3 separate regions of the Mus musculus genome follow, and all the other regions are linked to region 1. A link is a contact called in public HiChIP or PLAC-seq and Micro-C data. All regions are on one chromosome and are shown on one strand. The core of a region is the stretch at or near the end of the contact, and the rest is flanking DNA. Distances in the headings are between cores, read along the strand shown. Region 1 overlaps Nadk (NAD kinase). Region 2 holds the start of 5830444B04Rik (RIKEN cDNA 5830444B04 gene). Region 3 holds the start of Vwa1 (von Willebrand factor A domain containing 1).

Region 1 (4,994 bases), core at 2,078-4,577:
ACCTGGGCAAGCGTGAGCTCCAGCGCAGCATCCCAGACCAGGGCAGGATCTGCTGCCCCGCGTGTGAATGCTGTGGATGATGGAGCTATTGTCACTTGGGTTTCTTGGAGTCTGACAGGGGCATGTCTGTTTTGCTTACTGTCCCCTTCTACTTTGACACCAGTCTCCGCTGTGCTCCACAGGAGGACCCGCTCTCTCCATGGACCGTGCCCAGTGACAACATTTGGACCAAAGGCCTGCGTGCTGCAGAACCCGCAGACCATCATGTGAGTTTACCAGAATTGAGGGGAAGGGGTGTTCCTTGGGAGTTTTATGGGGTTGCCCTGTGCAGGGTTCTGAGTTGTTTCAGAAGCCAACTGTGTTCATAGATCCTAAGTGGAGACTTTTAGCTGGTGGTTTCTCCCATGGCTTCCAGAGGCAGGGGGCAAATTTCTGTTTTGGTACACACCTATACTTTGGCACTCGGTCTGAGGCAGGAGACTCTCGAGTCTGAGCCAGCTTGAGCTGTTAGTAAGATATCAGCCGAGAGTCAGACCCTGTCTGAAAACCAAAAACACATAAACCAGGGAGAAAGAGAAGCAGTGGTGAGCTAAGGGCTGTGGCCACGTGGGACCGGGTCCCCTGACTGTGACCATCTGCACAGGTTAAATAGGATCAGTGGGACTTGCTTGGTGTTCTGTGTCTTTCCTTCTTTTAAAGATGTATGTATGTATGTATGTATGTATGTATGTATGTTTGTACTTACATACGTATGTACATACATATGTATGTATGTGTATGAGCACACTATGTGCATGTATGCTTGCGTAAGAGAACAGGGTATCAAATCCCACTGTAGATGGTTGTGAGCCTGTAGAAATACAAATTTTCTTTGTTTTTTAACCTGATTTTACTTGCTTGAAAGATTCTTCTTTTTGTTCATTTGTTTGTTTGAACCGTGGGTTTGCCATGCTAGAGATGGGACCAAGACTTGCCTCTGACAGGCATGCATTCTCCTACTGGCCACATCCCATCCTATGTGTTCCTCACAATCCTGTCGCTGGCTAGGACAACGCCCTGGAACACAAGCTCCCTGAGACCTTAGCAGTTAGTGTATCTTCCTGGGTTACACCTGATCATTATCTCTGTCAGCCCAAATTCTGGTTAGCATTGGATATTTCCAAAGAATAAATGTTTTCCCTCTGCACCACCTTTTTCTGGCCTGGATTAGAGACCTGACCCAAGGCTATGTATGACCCTCTCAGCAGTGGTCCTCATCCTCCCTTATGCTGCGACCCTTTAATACACTTCCTCATGTTGTGGGGACCCCCAACCATAGAGTTATTTCATTCCTACTTCATAACTGTAATTTTCCTAGTATTACAAATTACAGTGTAGATATCTCATGGGTAGGATATCTGATATACAGCCCCCAAAGTGGTCACAACCCTGGTTGAAGCCCCCTGCTCCAAGCTTCCTCTTGGAGGAGACCGCATCCTTGCTTTTCTGCCACCTGCAGGCCATCCAAGGAACTGCTCTTAAAAGGAACCTTGGCTGCAGGGTTGGTGTAAATCCCAGTAATGGTTTACACCCTTAGGGATGCAGGGATGCTAGTATTAGTGCTTTTGAGGAAAATTGTCCAAGGCCTACAAGTTCACAGAGCAGAGTTGTGAGTTATTGCTGCTGCTGCTGCTGTTGCTGCTAAATGTATATCATTGGAAGCAACGGTTCTTGACATGTTGTATCTTGACATGTTGTATCTTGACATGTTGTATACTCTCTTATCCATGCATCCAGCAATCATAATTACACCAACCCCAAGCCTTCTGCTAATATCCACTGTGTCATTGTCTGTCCCACGTGTGGCCCTCCCTAGCTCCCCATCACCCAGAGTTCTAGGCACTCCCCTGCTTCCTGTCCCTGGTCTGGTGCCCATATGCATGCCCACCACCTCCCAGTATCCTAGTGGTCCCCTGTATTTTCCAACCACCAGCTGCTTGCAGCCCCTTCCTGCACAGCTTAGCTTTGTCACTTACCTAACGCCTCTACAGCAGCCAGTTTTTGCTTGTTTATTTTATTTCTAAAGATTTATTTAGGGGGCTGGTGAGATGGCTCAGTGGGTAAGAGCACCCGACTGCTCTTCCGAAGGTCCAGAGTTCAAATCCCAGCAACCACATGGTGGCTCACAACCATCTGTAATGAGATCTGACTCCCTCTTCTGGTGTGTCTGAAGACAGTTGCAGTGTACTTACATATAATAAATAAATAAATCTTTTTGTAAAAAGATTTATTTATTATATGTAAATACACTGTATTATATTTTTGGCTCCCTGGAACTGGAGTTGCAGGCAATTGTAACTCCAGATTTTACCAGATATGGGTGTTGGGAACTAAATCAAGAGCAGTGTAAACCCCACCTCCTTTTTTCCTTTTTTCCTTTTTTTTTTTTTTTGTTTGTTTTAAGTCATAGTTTCTTTAGGTAGTCTGGCTCTCCTAGAACTCAATTTGTTTGTTAGATCAGTCTGGTCTCACACTCAGAGATTCAACTGTCTTTGCCTCCCAAGGCTGGGGGAGTAGTATGCACTCCTAGTCGCTGAGCTATCTCTCCAGCCCCCCACAGCCAGTTTTTACTTAGATATCAGTTATTTAGGCCAGGACACAAAATGCCTGCAGGCCGTTCTCTGAGACCAGAAAGTGCAAGTGAGAGAACTTTAGGACTATGGGTTAATGTCTAGACAGGCACCTTTCTCTGCTCTGCCTGGGACCATTTGTTCTAGGCTCTGAGGTACAGCTCTGTCACCTGCATCTCTGTATACCTCTATATGTCAGTGTAACACCTATGTTATAAAAATGAGGGCCTTATGGGGCATTGGTGGCGCACGCCTTTAATCCCAGCACTTGGGAGGCAGAGGCAGGATTTCTGAGTTCGAGGCCAGCCTGGTCTAGAGTAAGTTCCAGGACAGCCAGGGCTACACAATGAAACCCTGTCTCAAAAAAATAAATAAATAAATAAAAAATAAAAAAGAGGGCTTTATACGTTTGCCAAGTATCAAGTATCAAGTATTCCCGAGGCAGCATGGAGGACTTAGGAGGAGTTTTCGTTTCCTCATTACTTTGAGACTGTGTTTTCCTTACGGGGATGCCAACCTCTGTTGTATGGCACAGTGGCCATGCATCCTTGGCTGGCACAGCAGATCACTCAGAGCTGGTTCTGACAGGCCATGAGCCTGTCAGCTCCACATGGCACCTGAATCCCAGACTTCCTGGAATGGTCACCATTCCTCTGTAGATGACACAACAGGAAGTTGAGCTGGTTTGTGGTCACAGGGAGGCCTTGGCCTGCATATAATAATGCTGGTGACACATGCTGAACCCTGCTGAGCTTTGGGGCTGAAAGAGTCTTGGGCTGGGCCTGCCTGAGGCAGTCATAACCCACACATGGGCAGGATAGGCTGGCTGCTGGACACAGGGTGTGGGCTTGGAGCTCTGTAGTGGGGCAGAGGTCTATGATCCACCCACATTCTCTGGAACCCGGAGTCTGGTAAGTTTAGGGAGTGATCTCCTTTCACCTGCAGCCCTTTCACCTGCCGGTGGCCTGCGACCGCCTCCCTGTGGGCGGGCCTGCCTTTTCCATGCTCCTGGTTCTCAGCGGCCTGGGCACTGCCTGGCCTGGGCACTGCCCTGCCAGGGCTGCTAGGCAGGTGGTCCTGGCCCTTCTTTAGGAGCAGGGAGCTGAGACTGGCCCTCTTTGCTCTTAATAGTTAACCTTGTGTTTTTTCATTTTTAAACCAGATGATGAGGCAGAAGGGCCATGTAGTCAGAAGGGAGTCTATGTTTTTGTTTATTTGATTTCATAGTTTAGAGAACACTGCTATAGGACCTTGACAAGTCTTCGACATTTTGCTTTCAGTTTTGAGGATACAAAAATTAAACTCAGTGTAATACACAGCTAGGAGCATGGTGGCCAGACAGGGCTGTGTGTGTGTGTGGTGAGGGAACACTGCAATGCTGGGGATGTGCCTGCTGTCTCCTAGAAGGTGGAGGCTCAGAGAGGCAGCGATGAGCGGCCTCTCCCCTCCCAGAAATGCCAGTAACAGGTGAGTGCTTTGACCACTAGTGGCCTCTGAGGCTTTCAGTACTTTGTGTCATAATTTTGAAGGTTGGTTGTGGGTTCTCACAGACTGCTAGAACACATTTCATAATTGGGGAAATTGTGTTGGACTTCAGAAATGAAGATTTACTAGGCCAGGCATGGTACCAGGTCATGCCTTTAATCTCAACACTCAGGAGGGAAAACAGGTAGATCTCTATGAATTTGAGGCTAACTTGGTCTGTATAATACGTTCCAAGCCAGTCGAGGCCACATACTAAGTACCTCTTTCAAAAAATTAATAATAATTATTAATTTTAATTATTATTAGTTTAACTAATACTTATATTGATTTTAATTAATAAATAAGACTCAGCTAAGTTTATACAGTAGCATAAAGAGGTAGGCCATACACCCTCCAGGTAGGTTCATCAAAGGAAACACATGTTCTGAAGGGTCCTGGGACTGGAAATGGTCCATAGTAGACCCAGGACAGAGTCTTGAATCCAGCTGTTCTAGGTTCTATGAGGAACAGATGTCCTCTATAGGCTGACAGGTAGCCTAGGATTTCCTCTCTGTTGCTTTATGCCATCTCTGTCCCCACCATAATACATGTGATCTGGCCCATGAAGATGATTATAGGTACAGTTGGCAAGCAGGGTGCCCAAGAGGATATGGCCAAAGTCTTGCAGACAGTGGCTGGGCAGGGTGGGTCTTCAAGGTCTACTGGCAGCTAAGGACAGTTGCTCTAGAACCATTGTGTTCCTGGTATGTGGCTGCAGGTTGGCTGACAGCTATCCCTGATGGCAGCCAGTGCTGACGGTGTACATATAGTTGGCAATGTAGTTCTCCTTTTTTCTGGTTTGTGGCTATTTTTATTTTTCCAAATTCCTCAAGGAAAAGACAACTGCTGGTATGAGCTCTT
Region 2 (4,654 bases), core at 799-3,298, 160 kb before region 1:
GATCATTGTGGTCGGCTTTTCTCGCTCCTATTTCAGCGTCTCTGAAAAGTATCTTTTTTCATGACATCAGCACCTGATGTCATGTGGGTATAGGATTTTACCCAACAGCAATGGCGTGTTGCAGTGTCCTGACATCCTTTGGGTGTCCTTTAGAACTCATGCTTGGTTGTGTTCCGTCACTTCCCGCTGAGGTGAAAGTTGAATAGCAGGAGTGAGCCTTTCATCCAGGCCTACACAGGGAACTGCTCTGGTCTGCGTGGCAGCATGCTGATGAAGCGCTGTAGCCATGTAGCCTGAGTAGCTGCATGCTCCTCAGGCCTGTGCTTATACAAGTTCATGTTAACTGTGCTTCCCTTTGTTTCCCAGACATACCACCTTTGGGAGAAATTTACATGATTAGCCCCTTTGGCAGGGTTTTTAGAAAATACCCCCAGTCCTGTGACTTGATAGAGTCAGAGACCCCTAGAAAAACAAAGCATTATTAGTCCTTGGCCTGGACCTCAGGCTTTCTCCTTCCCCTGCCCCCACTGGTCCCTTCTGAGGCTAGAACCTCAGGAAAACATTATGCCAATTCTTATTTCAATGTTCTAGAGGAGAGCTGCATATCTGTCGTCAGAGGATGGACCTCCTCAACAAGCAGCAGGAGAGCTTGGCAGCCGAGATCGCCACAGAGAAAGAAGCCAACAACATGTAGGTCATCCTGTGGCCTACAAGGAGGTTGGGCAGCCAAGTGTGACCATGATGGCCAAGACACTGTCATATCTCAGAGGCTCATTCACTCATTCAACAAAGAATAGTGTTAAGTTCCAGCTGTGTTCAGAGAGTTAAGAGGCAAATAGCATCTCTCCAGGTGGCAAAACAGACAATATAGCACAAAGAAGAAATGTCAGTCTAGGAGCTGGCTCAGTTGGTGAAATACTTGCTACCCAAGAGTGAGAACCTGCATCTGACCCCAGCCCCCATGTGCAGAGCATGCCAATAATCCCAACACAGAAGAAGTAGAGACAAGAGGGTCCAGAGGTCTGACTGGCTGATAAGACTAGCAAAATCTGTGAGTTTCAGACTCGGTAACAGAGGCTGTCTCAAAAGAATAAGGCGGAGAATGATCCAGTAAGATATCTGATGTTGGTGTCTCAGCACATGCAGGTACACACGTGACAGTGCATATGCATACACACACACATGGACACACATGGACCCGTGCACACGCAAGCGCTCAAAGGAAAGAACAGAAATGCTAGTATAGAATGCTGCGATCGGGGAAGAGACAAGGCTGCGTCCATGAAGCTCGTGAAGTGGAAGTTGTAGCGTTGGTCACTGGTGGAAATGGCTGATTTGTAGAGTGTTTATATCTGTTGCCTTATTTGTTTAGAGACAGACTCTAACTCTGAAGTCTATCCTATCCCCAAATTCACAGTCCTCTGTCTCACAAACCCTAGACTCACAAGACTGAGCCACCACACCTGGCTCTCTGTGGGGTTAAAAACCCCATCTGATTCTGTGGATCAGCAGCTCAGTGTCCACAGACGATGAGTCGATGAGTTATGGACAATGTGCCCACCAGCACTACACACATGCAGGCGCACTTCATCCATGTCCCGTGCTCTCAGGCCTTTCAGCTTTCCCTGCAAACATACTGCTGAGAGGAGAACTCTGCTCACCCTGCATAAAGGCCTGCATCTGGCGGTATGATTGGGCCTCAACAACAGTAGACGGCACACTAAGAGCTGTATGCTAGGAAAGAAGAGGAACAGAGCGAAGACTCAGAGTAATTCTGAGGGAGTGTGCCAGGCCTCGGGAGTGTTTCAGGGAGTGTGCCAGTCCTTCCTGAACTCAAGGCCTGACAAGTAGGACTTTGGCTTCTAGTTTCCTAAGAGAAAGTGAGAGGCCAATATCAGAGAATACATGAGTGGAGATAAAAACAAAACCCCCACCCAGCCAACCTCTGACCTCCGCAGGCCCCAGATAAGGCCCTACCTTGGTCCTACTTGGCCAGCTGGAAATGGGTGTAGGAAGCGCCTTACTTTGTTGGGAGCCGCCCCCACATTCGCCGTCACAAGATGGCGCTGACATCCTGTGTTCTAAGTGGTAAACAAATAATCTGCGCATGAGCCAAGGGTATTTTATGACTACTTGTACTCTACCTTTCCCGTGAACGTCAGCTCGGCCATGGGCTGCAGCCAATCAGGGAGTGATGCGTCCTAGGCGAAATATAACTCTCCTAAAGAGGGAAGGGGTTTCGGTTTCATTATTGAAGGGGCTTTCGTTTTTGGGGCTGGGCGCTGGGCGCTTGCCCTCCTGGCTCCCAAAGATGTAAGCAATAAAGTTTTGCCGCAGAAGATTCTGGTCTGTTGCGTCTTTCCTGGCCGGGCGTGAGAATGCGTCTAATAACATTACTTGACAGCACAGGATCTCACCTCTGATCATCTGCTTTTGATGGACTTCCTCCTGAGTGAGGGATGGCCAAGGGAAAGCACCAGGTTGTCCTCAGCTTTATCAGTAAGGCCATCGTGCTGACCTGCGGTCCATTCTGTTGTTCTCCAGGGCTGCTATTGGCCGTCTCCAGGCTGCATCCAGGCGCCTGCAAACAGAGCTAGAGAACGAGAAAGATCTGCAGTCCAAAATCACAGCCATGCTGAAGGACAGCGAGTAAGTTTGCAAGAGCCTGAAAGACGGGCTTTGTAAGTTAGCACCTGGCTAACTTACACAGGACACAGACCTCAGAGCAGTTTGTGGGACAGTTTCTAATTTGAGTATAAAGGGTAATTTGCTTTTCACTTTCTAGATGCTTAGGAATTAATGAAAAGGTGACATGTTAAAGCAGCTGAAAGGAAAACTTTTACACTGAATTTTTTTCAGTCTCCTCACTTTTGTTTATAATCTTAGTAACTAAAACAACAAATGTTCCATTTTCACAAGGAATGCCATGTGGCACATTGAGATCCAGAAGGGGCAATTTGAGGATGTCCGGAAGCACCATGAAGCAGAGGCAGAAGCTAGACAGAGGGGCCTTGAGGTACACTCTGCTCGGCAGCTTCAAAGGGAAAGAGAAGCCATGGAGAAGTCAGAAAAGAACCGCCTGCTGAGGGCCCGGTAAGCGCCACCCAGACCTGGCCATAGCCAGTTCCTTCATGTTCTACACCCAGGCTCTCTAGAACCAGCTCACAGTTCCCTCTTTGCATCCGTGCCACGGGTCCTGCAATGGCTCCATGTTACGTGCCCACAGTCACCACTGACCTGCACCATCAGACCCTTCCCTCTGCGTATTCCTTTATTCCTTCCAGCTGTGCTGTTCTCTGGCTCCATCACACATCTGGATACCCCTTTCCCTACACAAGCCTCAGAGAGCACTGAGTCCTACCTCTGCTTAACCACCGACCCCCAGGGACTTCAGGGCTACTGGATTCTCCAGATAGAGAAGCCCCTCTCACCTCTTTATGCCACCGTCTTTGCTGATCTCTTCTCCTGTCAGATTCCTGCCCAGCCTGCGTCAAGCCCTGTTTTTGGTGACTTCCTCACACTGGAGGTCCCAGCTGCACTTTAATATCTGTGACAGGCAAGTATATGTGACACTTATTCCTGTTTCTGCTTGTGTCACTGCAGGAAATCTTTGCATACACAAAAGGAGCTGGGGCTGAGACATCAGAAGCTAGTGGAAGATGCCCAGAGAAACCACAGGATCGCAGTGAAGTTCCTGAAGGCCTCTCTGGGAAGGTGGGTTCTCACCTTAAATCTTTCTTCCATCAATGCCCTTGGGGAATACAGGAATGTGGGTTCCTAGATTTCACTTTGAGATCTTCTAATTAAGTCATTAACTAATTATCAGAAACAAATATATCTGCAGTTTTATTTTAAGAAGCTATTTGTATTTGCAAGAGGAGCATGAGACACAATGAAGCCCTAGAGTGTAGGGAACATCCCAGCTACGGGTCTCATGGGCACAGCCCTGACAGAGAGCCTACCCATGCACCCTCACATTGTCAGCATTTATAGAGGTGATCAGCACCTAAGGCTCCTATAGCTCTGTAATCGCCGGCAGTGCCTGCACACATCCCTAGTGAAAGTGCACGTTTCACCGGGCACAGTGGCACACCCTTCAATTCCAGCACTCAGGAGACAGGCAGGTTGATCTCTGAGTTTGGGACCAGCCTAGTCTACATAGCAAGTTCCAGAACAGCTGGGGATCCATAGAGAAACCTGGACACAAAAGAGACAAACAAAAGTAAAAAATAAACAAAATGCACATTACTGCAGAGTTCGTGAGCGAGAGCAGAAGGAAGAGATGGAGTCGCGCACGCACATGCAACGGCGCATGGATGCCGTGCTGTCCCTGAAGAACAACATCACTGCCAGTCGGGTAGGACCAGCCTCTCCAGTATATCTAACCAACTGGCTACCTACCCCCCTGGGTCTTGCTCTTGGGAGCCAGAATTCTTCTATCCTTGGGCTCTGGCCATGAGCCTGCCAGCCTGCTCAGCCTGACGGTTTACCACGCCTCTACCACAGGCTTCCTAGCTGGACTGCAGACAGGAACCATGATCCAGCAGAAAGAGAACAATTTAGCACTGTTCTGAGAGGGCCTCATCTCAGTGCAACAGTGGTCACAGGGCCCAATGCAGTGTGAGGGCCAGCTCGAGGGCTCAGAACTGGGTTA
Region 3 (4,777 bases), core at 729-3,228, 190 kb after region 1:
TGGGTGGGCCACTATCACATACTCAAGGGCACCAGGCTCATGGGTTCTCCCTGGTCTCCACACAGATCCTCTCCCTGCAGCAAGCTGTCAGCTAGGGATTCACAGGACCTGCCTCTTCCCACCTACCAGTTATGGAGCCCCGCAGCTCCCGGGCAATGATAGGAAGATCATCCACATCCACAAAGTGTAGGTGCTTCTCGGCAGGAGCCGAGGCAGCTGCCAACAGCTCCAACAGGTTGCCTCGGCCAGTGCTGACAATGAAGATGGTGACACCCAGGTCCTTGAGCTCCTGCATAGGGGGGCCCACGGGGTCGCTGGAGCCACCATCTGTCACCCACACCAGCACCTTGGGAACCCCTGGCCGGGCACCTGCTTCCTCAGCAAACAATTGTTCTTTGGCATAAGCCAGTGCCAGGCCTGTGTTGGTATCACCCATACGTTGGGGTGCAACACGGATGGCATCCTGTATAGCCTGGCCTGAACTGTACTGGTCAAAAGTAAACTCTGTGTGAGGCTGGCTGCCCACGTGCACCAGACTAGCACGCAGAGCCCCGGGTCCGAAAGACATCGTAGCCACCAGCTGCCCCACAAATTCCCGAACTCTTGAGAACTCATAGTGTGACACGCTGGCTGAGCTGTCCAACAGGAACAACAGGTCCCCCTGGGGGTCTGATGCTGTGGAACCTAGAGGAAAAGACAAGGGGTTCAGTCAAGGTAGCCCTGCCAGGCACCCCCTTGCCCAGGGCAGAACCACCCCCAAAGGTCTGAACTTTCTTTAAGCACATGCTTGCTTGCCTTTGCCCAAAGATACAGGTAGAGAATCTTCAGAATGGGGCTATAAATGCCAACAAAAGGCCCACACTCTCCTCTGGTTCCCAACTGTACAATGTCCATGTACCCAGGGCATCCTGGGCTGTCCCCGTGCTCCTTTAGTAGGTAAATGCTGACCCTTGTCCTCAATAGACACTGCATGCAGGTAGAACATTCTGTATTCAGGAGGGGCCTGAGCCACATGCAATGCTTCCCTGATACTTGATTTTCAGAAGGGACACCTCTAGGATGAAGTTAAGTGAGGTTATTCATCTTCCAGGTGAAGCAATGGACTCTGAGCCCATGGGACAACAAGAGAGGATGGGAGAGCAAAAGTGAAGAGATGGGGAAGACCACACACTGAACAGCCCTTCCTGCCCATAAGAGGGCCAGACTGGAGTCCTGACTGGTTACAGATGACATCACCCCTCCCCTCCCCTGGCCCCCATCCCCTGCTTCATCTGTACCAAGAAAGCAGGATATACCCATCCGCAGCAGCCTGAGGACCCAACCATTGTCTAGCGAGCCTTCCCTTTTATCCCCTTTTCTTCCTGCCCAGCCGGCTGAGGTACTGATGAGACCTTCCATCACTAAGACTCAAATACGCAACAGCTCTCAAGTGCCTGGATTTAGTCCTGGCTTTGGGGTTTCCCCCTCATGGTGTGGCCATTCCAATATTCTTACCTCCTTTCTACTGAGGGACCTTTCAGAGGTAAGGAAACTGAGTCAGGGAGACCTCTTAAACATCTTTCTCCACAATCCATGTCTGAGGTGCGGGGTGGGACGGGACGGGGGAGGGGGATGGAGTGGGGGGGACCGTAGCCTCAGGCGCTCCAAGTCCAGCTCTAGCTCAGTTGAGTCACCAAGAATGTCTCCGAGCGCCCACCGCAGGTGGCTGAGGTGCTGGCGTGTGCCCCACCCGCTCCCCCGGCCTTCCCACCTACTGGTTCGGCGGCTGCACCTGGACAGTTCATGACCCGCGTGGGCAGCAGCGGATCGGCTATGAAGAATTGGAATCCGGGTTTCACCACACTTACCGCGCTCTATGCTGCTCCGCGCCAATGCCAACCGCAGACTCAAAGCCATGCTGAACGCAGTCCAGAACAGCATCGCGCCTGGAGTGGCGGGCTCTTGATCGACCACAGCTGGCTGCTAACTTGCCCTCCTACCGTGAGTCAGGCCCCACCCACCTCGGAGAAGCCACACCCACTCGCGGCCACTCCTGCTTGGGAGGCGCGTGCACTCAGTCGCTCGCGCAGAGGCCAATCTGCACAGACTGCACGGTGATGCATGCCATAGCGGTCCCGGACTTGCGGTGACACGCAGCAACCACAAAGGCATATAGGTGTGGGCGTGTGCTGACAGACATTCCCATCTCTCTTTTGCAGGCGGCAATATGTGTTGTCCATATTCTCCTCCTCACTCCTCCTCCCCTACTCCTTAGGGTTCCCCCCCCCCCCGCACCCCGCAGTTGCTGATCTGCAAAGCTCCTGAAGACAGGAGAGCCTTACAAGACAAAAGAACCTTAGAAGTGGGGCTATACAAAGAAGCAACCTTCTCTCAACAAGGACCCAATTTGGCTATAAACTGGAGGAGCAGCCGGCTTTCTCCAAAGACTTGAAAGCAATGACGCAGCCCTCAGAGGAGACAGGAGCATATGAGAAGCTTCTTACAGAATGAAGAGCCTCCACCTTGCCAGAACTCTCACCTGAATTCTTGGAGGAAAAGACACAGTGGCCTATTGCTGTCCTATGTACTACCCAAACAGGGCTCCAGGGCTACACCCAGGTCAGACCCCAGCAGGATTAGAGACCCACTGGCCATCTAAAGTTGGGTCCTGCAGTCAGTGCTAAGCCCAGACCAAAGGAAGCTGTCTACAAGTGTTGTTCACAGGACATTGAGCCCTTCAGAAGGGCTGCACAGACCGCGGCCCTTAAGATGCTTTCCTGTAAATAATTATAGTATTTGGAATGGAGGCCCACATAGGAGGGGGTGTTGTCTGGCAGGATGTCTCCTCCCTTCCCACTCTCAGCAAGAGGATGCTCAGCAGGGAGGACGGATGGGACTCAATGGTTTTACTTCCTCCATTTCTGGCAGGTGAGACACTGTGGGGCCTTGAGGACTGTGCCTGAGCTCTGCTTTGCCTAAAAAAGGAAGCAATACAGCTGAGCCTGAGAAGCTAGCTGCAGGAACAAGTAAGAGCTATGTCCTGCTGCCGTCCCCCACCCCGTTGCCGGGAATCTTGGCACTGGGTGTTGGCTTCACTCCACAGACCTCAGGCCTCTGAATGGACCAGAAAGTTCTCGATGCTTCTGCCTGAGCCTTGAGGATGAGAGCAGTGCATGTGAGTCCCTCAAAGACTGTGGACACCAACAACCTCCAGCTCCAGATACATTGTTGCATTGTGAATAAGCAGAGGACACAGGGTATCCAGAAGAATCTTATTATGTCAGGCTTGCTCTGCCAGGGAGCTGGGTCTTAGAGGAAGGAGAGGCTCATAGCCCTCAAGCCTACAGTCATACCTCAGTCTGCCCTATTTCCAACCCTTCTGGAAAAAATGATCAGGTCTTCTTGGCTGTGACTCAGGGAAGTAGCTTTCTCTTTCCTTTGGCCTCACCATCAGATGGAGAGAGCACAAGAGACCCAGTCTCCACCAAGCCCTATCCAAACTGGGCTCAACCTGCCGGACTTGGGCTCAGGCCAAGTTGCTTCTGCTGCCAAATTCCTTGGGACACCCTTTCTATCATCCATATCTCCTGCTCAGCCACCAGAAAAATCTTATCCTTTTGTCTTGCAGTGTTTCCCCACCTTCAGACAACACACAGACGCCAGGCAGTGGTGGCGCATGCCTGTAATCCCAGCACTTGGGAGGCAGAGGCAGGTGGATTTCTGAGTTCGAGGCCAGCCTGGTCTACAGAGTGAGTTCCAGGACAGCCAGGGATACACAGAGAAACCCTACCTCAAAAAACAAAAAAACAAAAAGAAAGAAAGAGAGAGAGAGAGAGAGGGAGGGAGGGAGGGAGAGAGAGAGAGAGAGAGAGAGAGAGAGAGAGAGAGAGAGAGAGAGAGAGAGAACTCACAGACATCAAAAGGGCTATGGGACTTGCCAAGGATGCAGTGGTCAGGGTCAGGTCTAGGCTTGAGGCAGTCAACAAAGGAAGCCCAGACACAATGGTCCAGGAGCCTTGGAAGACAGGCTCATGGGAGGAGAAAGGGCAGAAATGTGGTCTCCCAGGCAAAGATGTGCCAGGCCAGGGAGACCCTGACCTCTCAGTCCTCAGCCTCCAGGGACTGCCCCTGCTTGTTCCTGTCAATCTAGGAACCTAAGAGGAAGGACTGCCCCCGATGCTAAATCTATCCTGCCCCCATAGCTTTAGCTCAGGACAGGGAAGCCCTATGCCTCATTTCCTGGAGGAGCTGGCCCGCCCTGTCTGTCTGCAGGTAGGTGGAGGGGTTTCCTGAAACCCAAAGACATGCTTTTAGCAGAGTGCCCTGCTTCCAACCAAGGACCAAGAGAATGTTCCTTCCCTCCCACAGCCAGGCTTCTGCAGAGAAGAAGGGCCTTTTGTCTACAGATGGCTGTGGTCATGTTCAACCCTAGGGAAAAGGGCAGCTCCTGGGGCCTCTGACCTGACCCTTGACCTCAGATGAGGACAGAGCTGCCTGCCCTGCCCCTGCCCCTCCACCCTAACTGTGAGCTGCTGTTTGTCATGCTGGTTCTGTTGTTGTTTTTCATGGAGGGACACTGCTGGCTGGCTCACTGACTCATGCTTAGCTAGCCTTCTTATACAACTCAGGACTGCTTGCTGAGGCAATGGAACAGTCCATAGTGGGCTGGGTCCTCCTACACCAATTACATAAAACAATCCCCCACAGACATGCCCACAGGCCAGCCTGATCTGAGGATCCCTCAATTGAGACTTCCTTTTCAGATAACACTGGGCTCTATCAAGTTAAAGCTAACTAG

What was found. A called contact is a pair of places that touch in the nucleus more often than the background predicts. HiChIP or PLAC-seq counts read pairs in DNA pulled down with a chosen protein or histone mark.
Region 2: a contact with region 1 is called in a Micro-C map of trophoblast stem cells, with 6 times the contacts expected there. The contact joins the promoter of 5830444B04Rik here to the enhancer-like site in region 1. A contact is called at or near these places in 1 of 39 promoter capture datasets (hippocampal neurons), 7 of 484 Hi-C or Micro-C datasets (the N1E-115 cell line, embryonic stem cells, neural progenitor cells and 1 more), 1 of 115 datasets of contacts at active chromatin or transcription factors (the 230-238 cell line) and 4 of 9 other capture datasets (adipose tissue, embryonic stem cells, liver and 1 more).
Region 3: a contact with region 1 is called in an HNF4G HiChIP or PLAC-seq map of pancreatic cancer cells. The contact joins the promoter of Vwa1 here to the enhancer-like site in region 1. A contact is called at or near these places in 3 of 39 promoter capture datasets (embryonic stem cells, neutrophils and pre-B cells), 3 of 484 Hi-C or Micro-C datasets (the N1E-115 cell line, embryonic fibroblasts and rod photoreceptor), 2 of 115 datasets of contacts at active chromatin or transcription factors (embryonic stem cells and pancreatic cancer cells) and 3 of 9 other capture datasets (adipose tissue, embryonic stem cells and liver).

Annotation. Positions count from the first base shown.
Region 1 is chr4:155,579,129-155,584,122 of GRCm38.p6, forward strand. It overlaps Nadk (NAD kinase), which reads left to right. Exons shown (of 12, transcript NM_001159637.1): 3 at 183-266. Among named protein-coding and RNA genes, the nearest start is that of Nadk, 18 kb to the left of the region's middle. Within about 2 kb of position 3,328, at least 118 of the 459 cell types and tissues checked have an H3K27ac peak or open chromatin away from gene starts, as enhancers often do. A contact at or near this core is called in the 230-238 cell line, adipose tissue, embryonic fibroblasts and 2 more, where this site is marked.
Region 2 is chr4:155,419,656-155,424,309 of GRCm38.p6, forward strand. It overlaps 5830444B04Rik (RIKEN cDNA 5830444B04 gene), which reads right to left and starts at 2,049. Exons shown (of 3, transcript NR_102284.1): 1 at 1,978-2,049. It overlaps Cfap74 (cilia and flagella associated protein 74), which reads left to right. Exons shown (of 39, transcript NM_001368738.1): 5 at 592-690; 6 at 2,545-2,649; 7 at 2,920-3,093; 8 at 3,604-3,714; 9 at 4,255-4,357.
Region 3 is chr4:155,772,583-155,777,359 of GRCm38.p6, forward strand. Vwa1 (von Willebrand factor A domain containing 1) reads right to left here and starts at 1,979. Exons shown (of 4, transcript NM_147776.4): 1 at 1,848-1,979; 2 at 127-684. The coding sequence starts at 1,920.